Regions from separate parts of the Danio rerio genome. Here region 1 is linked to region 2. The links are chromatin contacts, called in public Hi-C maps. All regions are on one chromosome and are shown on one strand. Each heading gives the region's core, a stretch centred on a gene start, on an enhancer-like site or on the middle of the called end of the contact. The rest is flanking DNA. Distances are from core to core; before and after follow the strand shown. Region 1 overlaps zfhx4 (zinc finger homeobox 4). Region 2 has its middle 170 kb from the start of pex2.

What was found. Hi-C and Micro-C count contacts between places; a contact is called where the count stands out from the background.
Region 1: a Hi-C map of an unstated tissue shows a contact between it and region 2, with 2.6 times the contacts expected there. The contact joins two enhancer-like sites. A contact is called at or near these places in 1 of 18 Hi-C or Micro-C datasets (an unstated tissue) and 1 of 4 datasets of contacts at active chromatin or transcription factors (embryo).

What each region holds. Positions count from the first base shown.
Region 1 is chr24:27,225,328-27,229,654 of GRCz12tu, forward strand. The region is part of intron 1 of zfhx4 (zinc finger homeobox 4); the gene reads right to left. Among named protein-coding and RNA genes, the nearest start is that of zfhx4, 14 kb to the right of the region's middle. Within about 2 kb of position 2,339, at least 14 of the 62 cell types and tissues checked have an H3K27ac peak or open chromatin away from gene starts, as enhancers often do.
Region 2 is chr24:26,948,406-26,952,422 of GRCz12tu, forward strand. No RefSeq gene overlaps it. Among named protein-coding and RNA genes, the nearest start is that of pex2, 170 kb to the right of the region's middle. Within about 2 kb of position 2,011, at least 13 of the 62 cell types and tissues checked have an H3K27ac peak or open chromatin away from gene starts, as enhancers often do.

The DNA.
Region 1 (4,327 bases), core at 1,089-3,588, 280 kb after region 2:
CATGTGAATCATTACATGGCTATGAATTATAAAGTAAGGCACAAAAGAGCTAAACAGCTCAGAGCTACGCTTGTTTTGATACAAGGCAAGTATCCGGGGATGATGAGAGCCCCCCTGGCTTTCATATTGATATTTTGCATCATACAATGTTTCATTGACAATCATCCTTGTAACTTAAGCGTGCACCCATCAATTTCTGATCCCAAAAAAAAACTACTGTTTGCTACACAAGTCAGAGCGTATTATCCAGACATCCTCGAGATGCCTGATGATCTGACAAAAATGGCATTAAAAGAATCACATGCATTCTTCAAACCAACAGAAAAGACGATGTCAATAGTTAACGTTTTTTACCACCCAAAAAGACTTTAAAACTAGTCTTAAGTGCGTACTTTCTATTAAAAGGTGCTCTATGTTCTTTTTGACTGTTTTCTTTCTCTGTTAACACCTTTTCTATACACTGTTCTACAATTCCTCCAACGTGTTGTAACGTAACTGTGAAACAGCTTTTCTTTCTCTTGTCTTACCATCTTTCTATTCGACTAAAAAGCGAAGGCTACAAAAAGAAGAAAAAGCGAAAAAAACAAATACTAAGCTCTTTTTCTTGGAACCGAAAGAGCGCTCTCTCAAAACAATGAGGACAGATCTCACTGCATGGAAATGGCTCCCGTTCCCATTAGAAGAAAAAAGATGGCAAACAGTGTTTCTACCTCTGTTTTTTAATTAAGACTGTCTCAGCTTCCCTCTCAGTGCTCTGTGGAGACGCTGCCTGTGAAGTGATTAAAAAGAATGTGATCTGATCAAGAGATGGGAATAATGGAATAGGAATGCTAGGTTTACCCGAGTGCTAAGACTCCCCCCTGATCTAACCCACCCGCCCCTCTAAGGAAAAGGATTTCACTCACCCTTTCTACCCTAAATAGTTTTTCAGGACGTCTCTCTCTCTCTCTTTTTTTTTTGGAGACAGACAAACGTTAAACGTTAGCATGCACATGTGTCACGCGTTACTGAAGTGGAACTGCAATATGAGTGTGAAAGAAATAACAGGAAAATAGGTAAAATGCCTCAGAATTATATCCGATTTAGGAAAGGTCACCCCAGCCTCTGCTGGGGCTTTTCTCAACACCAAATCCTCTATCAAAATGTCATAGTGAGTTAGGGAAAGACAAAGGAGAGTCACAGCATGCAAACTGCACATATATCTAATCCTAACAAAGCCATGAATGGACCTTCACAAGTCTAATTATACTTGTTTATTTGTTGCCATGCAGAAAGAACTGATGAAAAATCCATCAAAGTGGTATTATCCAAACATCAAGAGCTTCTCTGGCCTCCAAGGACACCAGGAGGCTTAATTCTTTCTTGTTTAAGTCCAAAAAGAGAGAGAGAGAGAGAATTGCAAAGGGGAGAGAAAAGGGGGGGGGGGCGGTTTTGCATGACCCTTTTTTCACAAAGGCTTTTCCCGACCCTGTTGATGCCCAGAGGTGTAACAGTAGAAGCAGGATATCTCCCCTGTGCCATAACCACATTTAAGGGACTCATTTTCAATACACAACATATCATTACTGTCGGGTGTGGCAAATCCACATCAGCAGAAAGACATTTATTTAGCTGTTGTACAAATTACCTTTGTGTGGCTGACGTTTAACAAAGAATCGCAATCGAAAACAGGAATGAAAAAGTGTTTCGAACGTATCCCACGACTTCAAACGAGACATTTTAAATGAGGGGAAAAACACTGGTCCATACCACTCCCTCTACCATTTGCAAACTTTTAACAGGAGAGGCCCGTATCAAAGGGAAACATAATCTACATAGCTAATGTCTTTTCTCAATTCAAAGGAGAGAAGGCTGCAATTTCTCCTCGCTGGCAATCTGGAAACACTCTGGAGTTAATTACGCCTGATTCGAAATGAACCACACAAACAAAGGCCAGTCTATGTCCAGACTATTATACTGCATTAACCGGCTTTAAGCTTCCTGCGGATCATTCCGAGGCTCTTCCATTACCCTCCCCTACCGTCCCGACACGGAGAGAAAATGCCTGCACACCCCGGATTAATGAAAAGGAGCGTAAAAAGAATGTGTGACGACCTCTCCCGACACAGTGCAAACTTTCAGTCCAAGTCACCAAAAAAAGGGGAGAAGGTAATTAAGTTTGAAAGAAAAGGTCCTTGCCACAAACAATGAGGCTGTGTCTCTGGAGGAGCGCAGGGGGCGAAAAAAATCATTAACATTCTTTTTCAACTGAGAAAAAGAGAAGGAGGGGAAAGGGGAACGTATGCTGGCAGGTTCCCCACTAGTGTTCCTCTTTAGCCTTTTTTTCACCCCACATCTGGTTTCACATCTTCTCTGGTGCCCGTATCCACGTGATAGCAGATCATCCCTTTAATCCCACCTCCCTCTCTCACACTTCAGCTTTGCCAAGTTAACATCAACAGTTAACGTAGAGACGCATATTTGCCCACCTGAGACCCATCAGGCATGTTTTCAGTGTGTGCTTTGCTAAGAGAAATAAGCCAGATGCAAATCAGTGCGTCGCCCCTGGTGAGTCTCATGACTTAATTAGTAAAGCAGATATGGTGTTTACTCTTACAGTAATGACACACAAACAAATAGAAGTAGAGGATATGACTAGAAATGCACATTTCACCGAGGAGGCACTGACTAAAATTAGACTTGTTTTCTCTGATTCATTGGCTTGACGTGAATTCATCTCGTGATCTTTCTGTTGTCCGCACAAGCACGAGTGATGAATATGTTTGCTTTATGCTTTTTCTCTCTCTCTCTCCCTCTTTGCAGGAGGGGGAAAAAAAGTTCAGAGCTTTTTCCCTTTGTGTGCGTGTGTTGTGTGAGTGTGTTTTTTTTTTTTCTGTTTTCGACAAGAAAAGCAGAGAATCTAATTGTAGCTTTGCCAGTCCGTGTTCAGTAATCACCCTCTTTGTCTAGTTTTTGCAGAGCAGGATTAGAGTTAAAATGATGACTGACTAATCCCTTGATTTCCCTGTGCTAAATAAATATTAATCTACTGGTCAAACATGTTCTTGTGAAGCACAATACATACAATATGAAAGTGCTTACCAGTTACATAAACGCAGTTTTGATGCACATCTGTTTGAAAGCACTTCCCCCTTTCGATACAAAAAAATAAATAAAGCAGAATTAAAAATGTCAATCCTGCAATCGAAGTTGTTGGAACGAGCGATGCTAACATTATGGAACGAAAACCGTTTTCAAGGTATACCACTATTTGGAAAAGTCAAAAGTCAATGTTTTAAAACCAAAACCAAAATTTTCCGTTCCTAAGGTGTGTGTAAGATTTTTTTATTTACATTTTTTGTTGTTGTTGTTGTTGTTGTTATTGTTTTTAAGGACAACAGTATCTCCAGCAGAAAAGATAACCAAAGATGCCACTTTAAACTGTGAAGAAATCTGTGTTTTAAAAAACAAATGAAGACAGCAGAAGTCAATGATTCATTTGAATTATTCAGCCTGACATGTTTACTGCTCCAAAATATTTTCGATCTTTCAAAAAAAGAAAATACATTGCTTTCAAAGGGGAAAAAAATCGTTTTTTACCCAAACATTTAAAAAGAATATATTTTAGAGCAGTAATCACAATACGGTGAAACATTGATATTTTTATCCAGGGTCATCATACCGTCAGAATCCTATACCGGCCCATGCTAACTCACACAATCATGCTTCAAATGAACCAAACGCATGCTTCAAACATTATTATATTGATATACAGAGGTGAGGAACAAACACTAACCGCACAAAGTCAAACGCAGGCCACATATTTCACCTCCAAAAAACACACAGGAGGGGATGATTTCACCATTTAACAAGCCATCTAAAAATATACCCTGTTAAGCCTGTCGGACAGGTGTTATATTTCTGTGGTTGTCCTCTATTAACTAACTTTAACCTGATGAATGTTTTGACACGCTACCGCATGGGCCGGGAGCAGAAAACAGACGCCATTTGGAATTAGAAGCTGCTTTTCGCTCGCAGATTTTGACCTTTCTTTGCTGTCATTTTCCCCAAGAAACAATAAAAGTTTAAAGTTCAAGCTGCTCAGTAAAGAAGGAGCATCCAGCCTGCTGGTCCTGTAATTATCTAGTATTATAAACATAATCACAGGCCAGGTATCCCTGCATGCATTCCAACGCCGCTAGCTATGTGCTAACCCAAGGAATTTCACAAAACATGTCAAACAATCTATTAAAGCATGAATTACTGCTAACTAACTTCTCCCGTGCAGGCCTTAATGCCTTTATATGGCAGCACAAGAAATCGAGCTCCAGATCTCCCTAATTTCTGG
Region 2 (4,017 bases), core at 761-3,260:
AACTATTGAAATCAATGTTTATATGTCTTATTTTTAGGCATATAGTATTAACTATTTTTTTTATGTTAATAAATGCTTTATTAACTCAACTTCATCCAGTTTTGTGACGTACAGTAATCTAGTGAGGACTATTTTATATTAAAACTTTTGTTCAGAGGTAAAGTGGTTCTTTGTGAACCTGTCAATGCATTACAACATTTAAAATACAACCAATGAATTATTATTAACTAAATCTGCTGTAGTCTATGTATCCTTAACAGTTTATATGGTTTGTGTTTTGCTCTTGTTTTAGAAACCAAGTTTAGTTGTTTCACTTCCTTAAAATTCCATTTGATACTTCATATTCTGATGATTCATTAAACTTGCAAAACAAATATTGTGCAAATACTCTGTTTTATCATCACTTTTTTAATTGTTCATTTAAGTGTATTCCAGTTTTGAGCATAATTGCTTTACATTATATAAACCCAAAGTGGACATACTGTACAGTCTATCATTGTGGAAAAAGGAAAAAATTTTAATTATTTTTTTTCTCTTTTTCTTTTCATTAAACAATTGCATTTGTATTGCTTAAAGGTGATATAACTAACTGCACATCTTCTGTTGAGTGTGATTTGCTTTGTATGAAGCATTTTTGCAGAAGTAGATGAATCTGATAAAAATGCAAAGGCCTGATTTTCTAAAATTAACTTGAGTTGTGAACACAGAATATATGCAGTTAAAAAGTGTTATGCTTTAAATGTTGTGCAGAGAATTTGTATAAAAAGAGGACGTATGTATGGGTGCGGCCAATGGAGGACTAGAGAATCACTGAGAAGACTGACCTTTTTTATTGAACAGGCATGGAATTGACTAAATATTCCAACAGTATTTAAGTAAGAAAGTTCTGGTTATTTGAGTTAACTATGTGGGTACAGTAGGTTCAGGGTTAGTACCTACTACCAAGTTATGCAATAGTTTATACAATATCTATTGTACATTCATGCAAAGGTATGTACATATGACATAGGACTGTAAAATAAAGTACCATATAATTTCTGTTTCAAATAACTATTCATAAAATGGCTTTATAGATGAGTTTTTGAAGAATTGATGACGTAAATTCAGTCGTTAGAGGAACTAAACTTTCTGAAAATACAAGGATATTTATTTTTAAATGTAATATATAGATTTATAAAATTGTTCATGTATATTTTAGTATATATTTCCTATGTTTCAAACTTCTCTATCAACAAAACCATGCATTTAAAAAAATGTTAATTCTTTCAGATAAAAAAAAAACAAGTAAGATTTGTTGTAAACAGCTTCATCACATTTTAAACAACATGTTGCAATATCTATTAGTTAATAAAGGATATGTATTCTATGTGTTGCATTCAATTTCAAAGTAGATAAAGACGTCTTAGATTGGACACACACAAGTTTGCACAATTCGTGATTTTGGAGACATGCTACAATTTGAGACTTGTGTTTAAAATAATACTAATACTTAAAAAATATCTCAATTGTTTGGTGTCATGACTTAAACTAAAGTAATGTGTGCTTTCTCCAACAGAATTTGGAAATCATATAGTGGGTTCAATGACTTAGTGGTTAGGATAGATTGAGTATTGGTGTAGCCTTCTTCAAACTCTCTACAAATGCAACATTTTTCAATGTTCGGGACGCAGCCAAAGCGAGCATGAGAACAAGTAGGAGGAACACAGAGAGTTCCCAGAAACAGCTGAAACACATTTGGCATCATGCTTTTGGGTTAATAATTAACATTTCTGCGCTAAGCCAAACATGAGATTCCGTCTGCGAGCAGTGAGTGTGCATGTTAACAACTTGCAGAAAAAAGCGGACTATGAAACCCTAAATTAGACTGATTAAGTCACCACGCAAACATAGATCAAACTAAATACTGCAAAGGGCAAAGCATTTGTTACAGGAGCCCATGCTGGTCTCAAACTGACGTATGTGCAGATTACACCCAGATGCTGTGAACTTACACTGACTCAACACACACACACACACACACACACACACTACAGAAGAAAGAAAAACTAGGACTGCACCAGGAAAGGGGCGTCTCAGCTGGAGGCAGGGGTGCGGTGAGGTGGGATGTTGACTGAAGGTAGTTTCCGGTAAGATGAGACGGCTGGATTCACACTGGGTTTACAGGAAATGTGAGGCATAACTTTACAAAAAAAAATGAGTTCAATATAAGTTTGACTTATCCTACTGCTTTTGATGCATAATGTTCTATATACACATGTGCAGAACATACACTGCGGTTCAAGTTTTCAACTTTATTAGAAGATCATTTATGTTTATTATAAATGAGCTATTGAAAACATGATATTCATAATTTTACAAAACTGTTTTATTCTGTTCCAGTTCTTTCTATTCATTAATGAATTAAAAATAATAATAATAATGGTCACACTTTATTTTGATGGTCCGTTTGTTGAATTGAAGTTACATTTACATCTATTTGCTAACTAATTCTCATTAAACTATAAGTAGACTGTTTAATAGGGCTTAGGGTTGAGGTTAGGGTTGGTGTAAGTTGACATGTATTTGCAAAGTCTCTTATAGTCAGTTAAATGTCTGTTGAAGCAGTAGTATCAACAGATATTATTTAGTCTACTAATACTCAAATGGACCATCAAAATAAAGTGTTACCAGAAAATGAACTACCACTCTTTAAAACTAATATATTAAGCAGACAATTATTTTCAACATCACTGATAATAAATAATGAAAAGTATTTATTATTAAAAATGAGCAGAAGTCATTATGGAAGAATTATTGAGAAAATTCAGATTTGCGTTCTTAGTAATAAATCTTGTAAAATATATTAGTAATCTTGTAAATATATAATATTTTTTTTTCTATTTATTTTGTGTTTTTGATGAAATAACTGCAGCCATGCTGGTGGATTTCTTTCAAAAACAATACAAAAGCATGGGGTATGCATGATACAGTATGTCAAAAATCACAATCTTTGTAGGGGTAAAAGTCAGAAAATGTCATTTCACCTGCTAAGCTCCAGTTTCTGGGTATTATTGCAATCGTTTCATTCTAACTAGATTGACAAAAATATAATAAACAAGATTATTAAGTTATTTAACACATATTAAGTGTAGTTTTGTGAGTGTTCTTTGATTTTTTTTTTATTTTATGAGCAATTTATTCCATTTTAATTTCCAATCATTTTTAGATGGAAATCAATCTTGTCACAAACGCTGTTGATTGAAACTTGAATTTGCAAAAGAATATTTTTTTGTATGTATTGCAATTATGATATAGTTAATTATGACTGAGGTGTGTGTATGTATTATAATACACACAAAATATTGTTATATGTATTCAGTGCAATTAATGAACAACAGGAAACTCAAAAGGTTAAGTTTAAATGTTAAAATATGTTCATATATTGCATTTAATGTACAAACAACCTAAAAAGTACTGTGGCTTTGCTGTAATTTCACAACAGACACATCAGCACTAATTCAAATATCAGACAAGGCTTCTTAACCCTGTCCAGAAAGCAATATTAGAACTATTTTGTGTTTCTTAAATAATACTTCAGTAATCTGAAGATCCTTTTCCACTAAAAGGTCCACACTTTACACATTGAAAAGGTTCCATGGATGTTTAAAGTGTTTTGTAAAACCGTTTATACCAGTACAGAACCTTTATTTTGAGAAATAACTCAAAATAATAATAAGTTAACATAAGCATAGCTAAATGAGTGTCTAATATACATCTTACTAAAAAATGTATGCTGTAGCTGTTGGTGCAGAACTGCCTGAGGCTCTGGTCTGATCTCTCATAATGCTTTTATACACTGGCCACTGTGGTCAGTCCTCCGACACCCTTACACACACAAACACACACACACAGAGAAAGAGATAAAGGGAGAAAGAGAGAGAGAGGCTCACTCAGTTTCATTTGATTACTGACAAATCAATATTCAAAATGTGTTACAGAAAATCCTTGATCAAATTACACATTTTTTAAAAGTATATG